Linked DNA regions of Mus musculus: region 1 is linked to region 2. The links are chromatin contacts, called in public Hi-C maps. All regions are on one chromosome and are shown on one strand. The core of a region is the stretch at or near the end of the contact, and the rest is flanking DNA. Distances in the headings are between cores, read along the strand shown.

What was found. A called contact is a pair of places that touch in the nucleus more often than the background predicts.
Region 1: a Hi-C map of centroblasts shows a contact between it and region 2, with 2.3 times the contacts expected there. The contact joins two enhancer-like sites. A contact is called at or near these places in 5 of 39 promoter capture datasets (the C10 cell line, the HPC-7 cell line, embryonic stem cells and 2 more), 1 of 15 datasets of contacts at CTCF or cohesin (CD8 T cells), 11 of 484 Hi-C or Micro-C datasets (B cells, CD8 T cells, CD8 central memory T cells and 7 more) and 2 of 115 datasets of contacts at active chromatin or transcription factors (bone marrow-derived macrophages and embryonic stem cells).

What each region holds. Positions count from the first base shown.
Region 1 is chr17:83,395,593-83,403,499 of GRCm38.p6, reverse strand. All of the region lies in intron 1 of Eml4 (echinoderm microtubule associated protein like 4), which reads right to left. Among named protein-coding and RNA genes, the nearest start is that of Eml4, 49 kb to the right of the region's middle. Within about 2 kb of position 5,554, at least 147 of the 459 cell types and tissues checked have an H3K27ac peak or open chromatin away from gene starts, as enhancers often do. A contact at or near this core is called in B cells, centroblasts and centrocytes, where this site is marked.
Region 2 is chr17:83,336,876-83,343,611 of GRCm38.p6, reverse strand. No RefSeq gene overlaps it. Among named protein-coding and RNA genes, the nearest start is that of Eml4, 11 kb to the left of the region's middle. Within about 2 kb of position 3,716, at least 20 of the 459 cell types and tissues checked have an H3K27ac peak or open chromatin away from gene starts, as enhancers often do. A contact at or near this core is called in B cells, centroblasts and centrocytes, where this site is marked.

The DNA.
Region 1 (7,907 bases), core at 4,305-6,804, 58 kb before region 2:
TTTTATGATGAAACAATTACTTCAACTTTCTCATGTGTAGTAGATGAGCTGGAAAGGGAAATCAAACTCTGAAGAATTACCCATAAAGCAACAAGTTCCCACAACCTCTCTACTGCACACCTATTACTGCAGGGAACCCAAATCCTGGAACTGTATGTAAAACAAACTGCTTTCTCTCTGGCCAAAGCCTGAGAAGAATGGGTGCTGCAGGCTGGAGCTCGTCAGTCCACCCAGGCAGCTCTGGAGCTGTACTGCACAGCGGCAGGAGGCAGGCAGGCAGGCAGGCAGGCAGGCAGGCAGGAGGCAGGCAGGCAGGCAGGCAGGCAGGAGGCAGGCAGGCAGGCAGGCAGGCAGGCAGCAGGCAGGAGGCAGGCAGGCAGGCAGGCAGGCAGGCAGGCAGGCAGGCAGGCAGGAGGCAGCAGGCAGGAGGCAGGCAGGCAGGCAGGAGGCAGCAGGCAGACAGGCAGGCAGGAGGCAGGCAGGCAGGAGGCAGGCAGGCAGGCAGGAGGCAGCAGGCAGGCAGGCAGGAGGCAGGCAGGCAGGCAGGAGGCAGCAGGCAGGCAGGCAGGCAGGCAGGAGGCAGGCAGGCAGGCAGGCAGGAGGCAGGCAGGCAGGCAGGCAGGAGGCAGGCAGGCAGGCAGGCAGGCAGGCAGGCAGGCAGGCAGGCAGGCAGGCAGGAGGCAGGCAGGCAGGAGGCAGGCAGGCAGGCAGGAGGCAGCAGGCAGGCAGGCAGGAGGCAGGCAGGCAGGCAGGCAGGCAGGAGGCAGCAGGCAGGCAGGCAGGCAGGCAGGCAGGCAGGCAGGCAGGCAGGCAGGCAGCAGCGCTGGGGTAGGAAGGGCTTGCCTGCGTGTTCTTTTCCTTCCACCAGTGCTTCACCTGGGTGTGGGAGGCAACAAAAGGAAAGGACTCAGCTTCCTAACAAGAAAGCAGAGAAGGGGTCTTCAGAGCCCAAGAGTGCCATGACAACAGAGGACGTTTGTAAGCCTGCACACGAAATCCTCCAAGCTAGGCTTTCCAAAGGGAAAGGATGATCAATGCCCAGTGTCCATGTTGGCCCACACATATATGCATGTATACATGTGTAAGTTAGCATATAAACTGAGCTGTTGAACTCTTCTTCCTCTCCCATCTCTCTGCTTGCTCTGATTACTTGTAACCATCTCTTTGGGAATGTGTGAGAGTCTCTAGAGCAGGGACTCGGAAACTAACTGCTCTGTTCCACAAAGGGGAAAAAAACGTTTTTTGTTTTGTTTTGTTTTGTTTTGTTTTTTAAAAAGTGAACAATGGGAGTCTCAACAAAAAGCAGACATTTTTAAATGGAAATTTTAGAAATGAAAATAATTCTTTAGTATCACAGGAGTTGAAGAAAGAGAATAACAACTATAAAGAAAAGAGAGTAAACTTATCAGAGGACATCACTTAACCTCAACACAAAGGAAAAAAGTAAACCTAACATCAGGCTTAGTATTTGTGCCCCCGTGTCTCCATGGATGAAGAGTCTGGGGGGCAGAGGTGGATCTACATAGTGGCTAGACTTCCCAAACTGTTAAGTTAAAATTTACAAATTCATTTAAATTGGGTGTACTGAAAGCCTGCAATCATATGCAAAAATATATACATAAAGCAGACTAAAACACAAAGGCAAAGTTATAAAATGTCAGTTATATAAAGTATGTTCATATGCTCTAAGCAGGAAGACGCACATGAACAAGGTACAGAAAGGACAAGTGTTCCCACCAGGACAGACTGGCGCTTAACTACACTAGGATTCAGAATGCAAACCAACAGGGCAATCTGCAAATAGGAAACAGGCAGATGTAGCACACAACACCCCTGAAGGAACAGCATCCCAGATAAACAATTCCTATAAATCAGTTTTTAAAGATCTTACAGAAAAACTGGCAAAAGCCTGAACACAGAAAAGGAACTATTACAAATGACCAATGAAAAAAACGGGCTGAGGTTTGAGTACATAGATCTTGGTGAGGAAAATTGCAACCGTACCAAATACTATTTTACGCATATCTGTGCAGGGTGGGAGTGATTTTCTCTTCTATAAAAGATAGGGTGAGATGAACAGATTATATTTATTTTTTTATGTGTGATAATGTAATTACTTTTGCAAATTAAATTCCAAAAAGAAAGAAATGAAGTTGTATTCCCAAAGAGCCCTGAGATTTTATAGCATACAAATAAGAAAATTGGGAGGATTTTTAAAAAAATCATAGTTGTTAATAATATGACCCTTAGATCTATTATGTGTCTATTTTTAAAAAAGTCCATCTATGAGAAGACATACAATATAAATTGCCAGGCTGACTTCAAATTCAGAGACCTACCAGTCTCTATCTCCTTAAGAGCTGAGATTAAAGGTGTGTGCCATCACTCCTGGCTAAAATGCCAGACAGAAGAGTAATGGCAGATTACACAAGAACACTAGAAATGTCCAGAGTAAGAACTTGGAGAAACCATTAAAACAGCACATACAGTTTAACAACTGTACAGCCCAAATGACAGTCAGCAGGTGTTAATCAAATAAGTCACTATATTGTGGCATGCCACACAGATCATAAAAAGGCCAGTGCATATTTATAATCACAAACATATGCTGACTACAGAACGAACACACTGTAGAGGAAACCCTGCAGCTCAGCATCAATGCTGTAGTGTCTGTCTGTGCAGAGTGGTTTCAGTTGGTAAACACACGGAAATGCAGGAACAAGTCTCTGGGAAATAGGATTTCAGAGAATTTTCAGATGAATTTCCTATAAAAAAAATGTAAGCAAAGTAATTTTTTGTTTGTGGTTTTAGGAGATGGTTTCTCTCTATGTAGCCTTGACTATCCAGGAACTCTGTAGATCAGGCTAGCCTCAAACTCACAAAGATCCACCTGCCTCTGTCACCCAAGTGCTGGGATTAAAGGAGTGTGCAAGCACCACCCTGCCACACACACAAAAAAGTTTTGTAAAGAGTACTTTTGAGGTCCTCCTGCTCACAGATAAGGACTAGAGAAACCAGGGCTGTTGAGCACACGGCTGGTCTCTTCAACAGGAGGATACATAGGCATGCCTTCCACCCAGGAGGCTGGGAATAGATAGCTCAGGGATCCCAGATTAGTACGTTTATCCCAGACTCTCCCTCCCCAGAGCTTTATCTTAAGCGCTGTTTCTTAGACAATACACCACCCTTAGTAGGGAATGTCACGTGATAGCCTGCTCTCCTCTAAGCTGTCTCAGTCAGACAGCACACCAGATCCCAGGCCCTTACAGAACCCATCTTCACTCTACAAGTCAAATGTGCTTGACAAAAGAGTTTTACACTTTAAGTTTTTTTGTGAACGTGGGGTTGAGATCATTGTTACCAGGAAACTTTTCTCCCAAACTGTACTGTACTGTACTTAAATATGTCTAAGATTAACTGTCTAGTGTCAAGACTGGAAGTTTGAACTAGCACCAGCTACTGAGGAGCGCTGACCAGGGTCTCCTTCTTGCACAGAGAATCCTTCCTCTGCTGGCATGAGGCTTGGAGGGACCCCAAAGAGTAAAGTAAAATTATGTTATGGACTTTTTTGTTCAATTAAGTGAAAATCCTTCTGTAAACTTATAAATATGATATTCAATGCATATTACCAGTAACGAGAGGTATGGAATCATTACAAAGTACTCCAAGGCCTTCAAATACCTCCTCTTAAAGACACAACAAAATCTATAACTAATTTGCCAGTTAGTGGAACAGGGGGAAAAAAGGAGAAAGAGATACAGAAGTTTGTTTTTTCCCTACTGGCAGAGGCACTTCTTCATCACCCAGCAACTTACCTTTATTGTTTGACTATTAACCGGACTGGGTTGTCATTAAATACGTCTGCAGAGAGTCAGAAATGATGTAACTCTATATCAAAGAGTCAATGCCAATTTGCATTCTGCAATAGCTAAGATTAATTCCAGGAAATAACTGTAAGGAAAGCGTGCGCGCGCGCGCGCACACACACACACACACACACACACACACACACACACACACACACACACCACACACACACACACACACATACAGCACTGGTTGCTCTTCCAGAGGTCCTGAGTTCAATTCCCAGAAACCTCATGGTGGCTCATCTGTAATAAGATCTTCAGGTGTGTCTTAAGACAGCCACAGTGTACTCATACACATAAAATAAACAAATTTAAAAACAAAACAACAAACCAAAGGAAAAGGTCTATGCTGGAAACACAAATGCACATATAGACACACTCGGGCAGGGTTTAATGTTTCTTACTAATCTGAATATCTTATTTCCGAAGTAAAAATCTTCTAGAAGAAGAGTTTTTAACTAAATAATATTTTAAAACTCAGGTATTTTAAATTTGTAGTAATCAGTAATATTCATTACCTCTGTTTAACAATACAATGATAACAAAAGCAAGACTCCTTTCTGATTTTGAAAGTGAAATAATACTTTGGGTGGTTTAAATAAGGATGGTCCCCACAGGCTCATATATTTGAATACTTAGTTACCATGGGGTGACACTACTTAGGAGGTGTGGCCTTGCTGGAGGACCAGGTGCTCTCAGCTTCTTTTCCAGCACCTGCCTGCATGCTATCACACTCCCCACCATGAGCATAATTGACTAAACCTCTGAGACAGTACGGAAGCCCCTCATTCCAAGCTTTCTTTCAGAAGAGTTGTTTTGGCCATGGTTCACAGCAACAGAACACTGAGACACACTTATCTACTTTAAAAAAGACTGCTTTTCCCTTGTAAGCTATTGTCACTAAAAGTCATCTAGCATATAACACAAAAAATTGTGTTTAAGAAAATGAAAAAGGGGGATGGAGAGATGACTCAGCAGTTAGGAGCATTGGTTGCTCTTCCAGAGGTCCCCGAGTTCAATTCCCAGCAATCATGCGGTGGCTTGCAACCAATTACAATGGGATCTGATGCCCCGTCTTCTGGCACATAGGTATAATTGCAGATAGAGCATACATACATAAAACAAATAAATATCTTAATTAAAAAAAAAACATGAAAAAAGGTCATTTTACTACTGTAATCCAAGGATGGTACCTAGTTTCAAAAAAATAGTAACTATTCTATCATTAATCCAATACAAAATTTAAAATATGTGCAGATAATTCTGTTTCCATGAGGGCTTTGGTTGGACCTGACTGAGGATGAAATATACAATCTGATTTTTTAGGAGGCACTATTTTAAATTGCTGTCCACGAAAAGCTAGTGCTTTCTATTCTTTTCTCAAGGATAATAGTACATTACATAACTAACTTATGTAATATATTATTCTTGAGAAAGGATTAATATCTAATTAATATCTAAGAAGAGTATGCTTCTTAGGAGAAGAAAACCGTGTAGCACACACTTGTTATAAAGTGAGCAGTTTTAAGTACTCAGAGCACTTAGGCCAACACTTATGCCATTCTTTTCGGGCACACTTAAGAGTGCAGGGAAGAACAGGATCTTGATTAGTCCCCACCTCCAGCCTCTTTTGTTCAAGCAAGTCAAGTGTGACAGACAGGACTCTTCTACATACAGGAATCACACACTGAAGCCACTGGCAAGCTGTCTTCCGCTCTTAGCATTTCTGCCTGTTTCCTGCTGCCTTTCCGGACACTGCAAGAAAACCCCAGCTCAAAATCTCACGACATACTTGACATTCTGAGGAAATCCTCTCCATCCAGATGGCCTATCACAAAGCCCATCTAGGCTGACACAAGTAAAACATGCTTAAGACAGTCCCTCTCCTGTCCCTTTGCTCTCTGAGCTAAAAGTTTTCTGCTCATTGATAAAGTGACACAAAGAAGCTGAAGGAGAGCAAGCAAACAGGAAACAGAACTGCCTCAGGCCACAGAGACAGCTAACAGACGTGATTGCCACAGCCATGCGCTGGCTTGAGGCTGGTTGGAGGCTTGGGTGCTTCAGCTGCTCCTCATCCACAGCTTCAAATCCAAACCCAAGTTCTCCTTCTTCTGAAACTGCAACACAGTACCATTTCTATAAATACCACTTCAGAAGTACAAAAGTGATCATTTTTTTGGGTAGGAAATAAAAATAAACACTGTGCGTGCAGTGGCAGGTCACACTTCCTTCTTCCTTTTGCTTTTGTTTAAAATGAAACCCACTTGGAGCATAAAGAATAATCACTTTTCATTAATTTTAAAACCTAAATATTTAGACTATATATGATATAACCATTTCACTAATAAACATAATTAAGTCATTTTCAAAATTATTTTAAAATGTTACAAGCTATAGTAGTATCAATTAATCTATAAGATAAAACAATTCACGACTGCTTGTATACACTCATTTTAAACCATTGATGCTGACAAGTAACGTAAAGTCAGAGATATTTCAGTCTGTCTCACACCATGTAAAGCCAGGTGACAATGAATATAATGGTTTTTTTTTCATGTGAGAGGCTGTTATTACAGAGGCACCTCTGAAGGGGGGGGGGGAGTGGTGGTGAGGGGAAGAAGTGAGGAAGGGAGAAAGAGTTACAATGTATTTTTTGTGTGAGCACTTCTGAAGTCAACTAAACAACAGATTCACAAAAAAGTATTGAAGGTGGCAGAGGATTTTCTTCAATTTGTTACTTTAAAACTTTGTATTTACAAAAAACCTATACCAACCCAAAATAAACACAAGTAATATGACTGCTATAAACACATTCACACACAAAAAAATAGTTAATAAATGAACCGTAACCCAAACGGAACATGCAGAGCTGTGAAGGAGAGGAGACTACACAGGATCAATGAATCTGTAAGCTGATAGAAGTGGAATGTGGAAAACCACCTACATTTATTTCCAATAACCTTGTGGGAAAGTGGGAGCCTTTAAAAGAGTATTCTACAATAAGAATTCAGAAAGCAACTGTTCTGATTAACAACTGGTACAGATCATCAATAGGTAAGCAATGGAGAGACTAATGAGACTTAAGTGAGCTGCGGAGTGCGTCTGAGTCATCACAAATTAGGAAGCCTTCAGATTCTTAATAATGATTCCCAGGGAGCCAGAAGCAGTTGTATGTTAACTTTAACCTCCCAATTTCAGCTGGTTCTATAGTTCTTTAAACTGCATGATGACAGCCTCTTGAAGTTAAGAAGTGCTTTCTATCTAGGATTAGCAAAACCACTTCTTTCTCTTCTGCAGTATGACACAACCAACCTTTTTCTCCACATCAATTTGATAAGATAAGAGTACTAATAATTTACTTATAGATTATATTAGATTGGTAATTCTTTCTTCTCAAATAAATCTGAGTTTGGGCCAGAAAGCTAGGCTCCTACTCTTAGTTACTATGTTTGAGAACTATCTACTATCTACTTTGTTGGACATCCCTCCTGAAAGACCTATACAAACTCTTTCAAGTATATGAATACTGTATCTAAAAGTTGTTCAAGATGCCAAAGAAAAGGGCTGGTCTAGTGGCAGAGTATGGCATAGCACTAATTAGACTGATTGTGGATCAAAAGAAAAGGAGAAGTGGGCAGTGAAGGAAGAGGGGAAAGGAATGAGGGAAGGAAACCCAGGAGAAAGGAGGGAGAGCTGGAAACAGTGGCAAGAGAACAGGAGAAGAGGAAGAGAAGGAACAGAGGAAAGGGAGGAAGAGAGGGGAGGTAAGACGAGAGAAGGAAGAAGAAGGGGACAAGGTGCTGAAAGGAACTGTGACAGTTAGTTGCATGGTCATCACTGGAGACAAACCCTCTGGATGCCGGCATTTCTAAGCTGAGCTGACACAGGAAGACCCTTCTTCCCTGAGTGTAGGTGGAGCTACTTACACTCCATGGGCTGGGGTTCAGGATTAAATAAAAGGGAACAAGTAGACTTGAGTATCAACACTTCCCCCTGCTTCCTGGTTGTAGATGCAATGTGACCAGCTACTTCAAGATA
Region 2 (6,736 bases), core at 2,467-4,966:
TTCTCTCTTTCTTTCTCTTTCTCTCTTTCTTTCTCTCTTTCTTTCTCTCTTTCTCCCTTTCTTAGACAGAGTTTCAGTCAATACAGGCTGGCCTCAAACTCTCTGTGTCACTGAAGATGATGTTAAACTTCCGATCCTTTGCTCCCATCTCCCAAATACTTGGGTAGAAAGCCTGTGCCACGATGCCTGGCTAAAATGAGAAGTTTGACTCTATGCCTAGTTACCTTCCTCTGGGTCCAAATAAGAACGTCGTCGTCGTGAGAAGAGCTGCAGAATACTTGCGAGGACACACATGACCTGCTGTCAAAGCTCACAGCTGGAAATAAAACCACAGCCTCCTTTGCTGACCTCTTTGTTTTACTCTCTCTCTTGTTTGATGTCCTTCAAAAGTAACTATAAATGTTTGTGTGCTTGCTTTTCTCTCTGAAATTCTTTTTAGTGTCAAGAGAAATTGTTTTGTAAAGGAATGCTATCTTTTCAGCCCCTTGAATTTTATTGTTTGAATATTTTTTTAAAAAATGAAACTAGCCAGGTGAGGTTGGCACACACCTTTATCCTGGCACTCGGGAGTTGGGGCAGGTGGATCTCTGTCAGTTTAAGGCCAGCCTGATCTACAGAGTAAGTTCCAGGACAGCCAGGGTTACACAGAGAAACCTAAATAGATAGATAAACAAATAATAATAAATATATAATAAAATATACTTACTCCATGATTACTACCAGTGTTGACTTGAGTGTTGTCTTTCATCTAAGACTTCTCAAGTCCTACCTGCTTTCCAAAGGAAGAGATGAGCCGTGCTGCAAGGTCTGGGTAAGTGCTGAGATCTATCCTGTGGCTTGCTAGCCATGCCTTGCACGGGTGGGTGTGTGGGGAGGGGGAGGGGGAGGGGGTGGGGGTGGGGGTGGGTCGTTGTTTCAGGGATTCATGAGTAAATGAATGGACACCAACTGAACCTAATGTTGGCAACCCTAATGGTGCCATCTCTGATTAGCTCAGGGAAGAGAATCTCCTGGGGCTTTCTCCCAGTGCTGACTTAGCCGTGATGCCGAGGAGTGGGGTCTGAACGTGTTGAACCAATAACCAAACCTGTCCGTTAGAGAATCAGCTTTAAAGTTTCCTTTTTATGTGCTTGAGCTTCAGCATTTTAACAGACGTTGGGCAAGCCTTAGAGATAATAGTTAATAATTTTCAGGTGTCTGTCAGGCACACTGGCTCTTTGCCCCTTTGGGGATTCACAAGCAGCCTTTTACAAAATTAAAATTCTACAAGAAAGTATTTTCAAACATCAACGTTAGGATGGAAAGCAGCCAACTAGGGGGATTTAATTCTCAAAGGTAATTACACAGGAAGCTCTCTCCTTGCAAATAAAATATTCCCGAAAGGTCATTTGTAAGTCAGTTGTTTGAAATTAGGAACAGGGCTATAAATGATGACTAGTTTGCTGCTTGCCCCCCCTCCCCCCCAAAACATGTAGCGTGCTGATCCTAACCTGCCTGTGCTGAACCCAGAGTGATGACAACCGTACTGAACCATCTTGAACTAGACAGGTCTGAAGTTGAATATTGTCCATTGTAAGCATCGGTGTGGGTGATGTTGCAACCTAAATACAACGTGTACCGCCATTTAAACTTTCAAAGTGATGACTTACGGATGCCCTCACGAGATGGATCTCATTATTCCGACTCTTCAGACCGGGAAGAGGAACCTGAAAGTGTAGGGACTAGAAAAGGGGGGAGGGGGTTGGGGAGGGATCAAAATTTGAACCCATATCAGTTTGCTTCTAAAGGCCAAGTTCTTCTCAAGGCACCTGTTCGCCTTTTGTGTCTTTGGGGGTTTCCTGGAACTCTGTGGACGCCCAGGTGAAGCACTTCTCAGCAATACAGTTTGAGAAACAGTGGTGTGATCAAAGAACTGCTTTGTGGAGATTAACCTGTGGGTGGATAAACGGGAGGAGGGAGTGGAAGTGTGGAATCCAATTAGGATTGAGTAGGGATGTCGCTGGCCGGAGAGCAGTTGCAGAAACATCCAGAAGAAAATAGGGTGAAGGAAAACAATGCACAGATCCCTTGCTGGCCCGCTTGGCTGGTGGCCTCCCGGAACTGAGTAAGGAGGAAGGCATAAAGGAGGGTCCCCCAGGTTCCTGGCCATGGAAAGAATGGTGGTAGCATTTACTGAAAGTGGGAAGCTAGGGACAGGAGAAAAATGAAGATGAAAATATACAGCGATTAATTTCTTTCTGTGGGAAGCTGAGGGGAGTCAGAGGTTATCTTTGGCAGCTGGGGCCCAGGCACGTGACCTAAGCCATTTGTATAGTATAAGCGAGAGAGCGGCATGGAGCTTAAAAAGGGACTGAGAAAGCGAGGAATCTCCGTGATAATGTTGGGGGGCGGCGACCACAGCAAATACCAGCGCAGCGTCCCCACCCGCTTCTGTCCGTAGGTGAAGTTGGCCTTGCTCTCTGTGCCCTAGACTTCCTGGGTTTTCTTGCCAGCTTCCTGTGGCTGTTCTTCCAACTTTCCTGCCAACGAGCAGGCCACTTGATACCCTCTCAGTGAGTTTCTTCTCTGCCTGAGTTAGCCAGAGTGGGTTTCTGTTGTTTGCAGTGGAGAACCCTTGAGTGGGTACAAACTCCGCCTTTCGTTTTAAACAGACTTAGGCTTGGTGAAGTCTCCAGTGCATGGCTTCAAATGTGGAATTCATATTTAGGGTGGGAGTTGGGGCTAAGTCATAGAAATAATTAGGAGAAAAACTCTGCGAGGGCCTGGAAACAGGCTGACTGCAGAAGCTGAAGGAGCTCCGATATCCGACAACCGAGAGCAGGCATGAGGTTAGACACAAGGATAGGCGGCAAGAGGGTGTGGACGGAGCCTGCCACCCGGTTACAGGCTCCTGCAAAGCATCTATCTCTCTTTTACTCTTTTAAATTATTTATTCTTATTTTATGTTCATTGGTGTTTTGCCTGCATGTATGCCTGTGTGATGGTTACAGATCCCAGGAACTGGAGTTCCAGATAGCTGTGAGCTGCCATGTGGGTGCTGGGAATTGAACCCTGGGTCCTCTAGAAGTCCAGCCAGTACTGTTAACTGCTGAGCCATCTCTCCAGCTCCCTGATAGATATCTCAGTTGAGAATCTTTGGAATATCCAGTATTGATGGCACCAAATCCTCCCCCCACCTCCCTCCCTCCCTCCCTCCCTCCCTTTTCTTGTGTATGTGTGTATGTATATGTGCATGTTCATGGGGTTGAACCTGCATGTGAGTGTTGAGATCAGAGGTCAAACTTGAGTGTCTGGCTTTTTTACCTGGGGCTCTGGGCTCCTCACACTTGTGGGGTCAGCAGTTTACGCTCTGAGCTGTCTCCTCAGCCCCAAACACCAAATTTTAAATTCAAGAACTAAAAAACCAAACACAGTATCAAATTATTACCAAACTCTTACAATCTCTTACCAAAAAAACAACAACAACAACAAAAAAAAAAACCAAAAAACAAAAAAACAATCATAGTTAGATATTGACTGTCATAAATAATAACAACAATAGCTTGTTTTCTATTCTTTGAAATCATTCTCCAAGTATCAGTAGCCTATGAGTAAGGATCCCAGCTTTGAGAACTGTAAGAAGGGATACATGGTTTCCTGAGTGCAGACCTGGTCTACGCCCATAAGATTAAAGAGGTTCCCGCCCTTACCTTACGTCTTTCCTAGGTGTAACTCAAGCTCATAGAGTTTCCCTAGTGGGCGCAGGCAGGAAGCCCGTCCCTTTGCATGCAAACTGGAGAGGCAAGCTCCTCCCGCCCACCGTGGTGTTGTTAGAGCAGTAACAACTGTGGCTGTAACTTCAGGGTCCTTGTGGGTATGATAAAGCAATACCTTTGCCATTAAGCAGTCTGGGAATCATTTTATTAAAAACCAAGATATAAAATCAGTCATTTGAGCTGGAGTAGGTCGTCCCCTTTAAGGATAGTTGTATTGTGTGAGCGCGTGCAAGCACGATGCACATGGGTCATGCCTGTAGACACAGCCACAAAGCTTTTCACACGTCTCTCCTCAGCATACAGCTTTGCTTGTTCCATTTAGTGTGTTTAATAAGGCAGAGACTGGCAGTGAAGTCCTCCCCGTTAGAAGGGGACTTTCCACTTTTCTTATTTTTAAATTTTTTACTTTGTTTGGTTGTTTGGTTGGTTGGTTTTTCAAGATAGGGCTTCTTTGTGTAGCCTTGGCTATCTTATAGCTAACTCTGTAGACTAGGCTGGACTTGCACTCAGAAAGATCCACTGATCTTTGCCTCCCAAGGCCTGGAATTAAAGGCATATGTCATCACCACCCTGCTATTTTTATTATTTGAATGTGGTGTGTGTGTGTGTGTATGTTTGCATCTAAGTAAATGAACATTTCAAATAAGGCATTTCTATAATTAAACTGTGGTACTTCAAGCGTTGACAAATCTACAAGTTGAATGCTATTCTATGTGCTGGCTGTATAGATTTTATTTTGAAACTGAAAGTTTCATCCCACAACAAGCAGCACTTTTGACCCAGCCTGTGAAACATGGTATGACCAGACACACAGTTCACAGTGAAGCGGGCTTTACCCAGGCAAGACCTACAGAAGAGCTCAAGGTCCTTCAGAGTTAAAGTTGTAGAGAGCACATCTTGGGGTTGCTGATCTCATTTATCCATAATACAGTGCGAAACAGGGGTCTTTATGGTGGCCACACCACAGGTTTAGAAATGTTGGCATAGAAAATCATGGCAGGCATTTCCCAAAGGCAGAGATATAAGTTGATAACTGTGTATAAGAATAGGAATATTTAAAATTTAGTACACCCCATAACGTCTGTGCAAGGATGCTTGCAGCTGTTTTTTTGTTTGTTTGTTTGTTTTTCTAGATAGGGTTTCTCTGTTTAGCCCTGGCTGTCCTGGAACTCACTTTTGTAGAACAGGCTGTCCTCGAACTCAGAAATCCGCCTGCCTCTGCCTCCTGAGTGCTGGGATTAAAGGCACCACCACACCCAGCTTCAGCCGTTTTTTTATTTCTAATTGCCCCAGGCCTGGCAACATCCCAGATCTCCTCCAGCAGATGAAAGGACAAACTAAATACCATTTCTAGCAAAGAAGTGAACTACAGAGCCATGAGAAGACATGGGGCTGGCAGGCACAGGGCACAGAGCATGTGGCTCACACTTAATAGCTTGCCTGGCAAGCCTAGAGTAACAGGTTCAATCCCTAGTACTACGGAAACTGGGTGTGGCACTGCACACCTGTAATCCCAACTGTAGAGAGGGTCGAGGCATGAGGAGCATAGCTTCAAACTCAACCTCGGCTACATGGTAAACTGGAGGCCAGGCTGGGCTACTTGGGACTCTGTTTTAAAAAGGTACATAGATAGGTGTTCAGAAGGTCACCGACAAGAAGGTGCCTCCCGTTCAAGTCTCTCCCCTCATCAAGCATGGCCAATACTCTGCTCTGGTCCCTGGCTTGGCCTACAGTTACCTAAAACCCCCTGGGCAGAAGGAAAGATGAGCTGAAGCAGACTGAGACAGAAAGGCAGAAGCTCAAGACCACAGACAGCATCCTCCACTGAGGCACCACCGGGCTAGCCTCTCTCTAGTTGCTGAGGATGAGTAAAGCCTTGTTTTATAGAAAGCACTCATGTGCGTGCACACACACAAGTGAAGCCATACAGAGGAGACTTAAGTGCACATTGATATGAAAAAAATTATATATACTGTATAATTGTAAGTATATAGCACTGTATCTAGTTGAAAGGCAAAACTACAGAGACAGTAAAAAGATCAGCCAAAGGTTTGTGAGAGAGAACAATAAATATGCAGAGCGTGAAAGATTTATTTATCTTGTAAAGTGACAACTACTCTGTGTCATCGTGTAAAGATGGTAACAGGCCATGAGTCATTGCTCAAAGCTGTAGAATGTACAGCACTAAGAATGACCCCCTAACGTACCTCGGGACTTTGTGGGTGAGAGCGGCAAGTGGATTGTAAAAAATAAAGGTAGTACTTTAGGGAGGAAAGGTTGGAAACCGGCAGTGTATGCACTGAAGGAACTGGGCCCAAAGGCAATACCAAAGAACAGAAATTGGCAGAGGTTAGTAAAGAAGAGAATAGAAAGGGGAAAAGTTAAAACAAGGGAATAGTGGGCTGGGGAGAGCTCAGTGGTTAAGTCACTCGCTGCTCTTCCAGAGAACCAAGCACCACAGGGTGGGTCACAACTGTCTATAACTTCGGTTCCAGGGATCTAACGCCCTCTTCTGGCCTCTGTGGGCACTGCATGCATATATATATATATATATATATATATATATATATATATATATATATATATATATATACAGAGAGAGAGAGAGAGAGAGAGAGAGAGAGAGTGTTTAATAATTCAATCACTCAAGAGGCTGAGGCAAGAGGATCATGAGTCTGAAGCCAGCCTGAGGTATGTATATGTACACTACCTCAAAACAACAAAACAAGCCGGGCAGTGGTGGCACACGCCTTTAATCCCAGCACTTGGGAGGCAGAGGCAGGCGGATTTCTGAGTTCGAGGCCAGCCTGGTCTACAGAGTGAGTTCCAGGACAACAAGGGCTATACAGAGAAACCCTGTCTCAAAAAACCAAAAACCAAAACAACAACAATAAATTGGTCAACAGAATTCAAATAGAAAAAAAATGTGGGTTTTTTTTTCAAAGATTTGTTTTTATTTTATCTGTGTTCGTGTGTGTGTG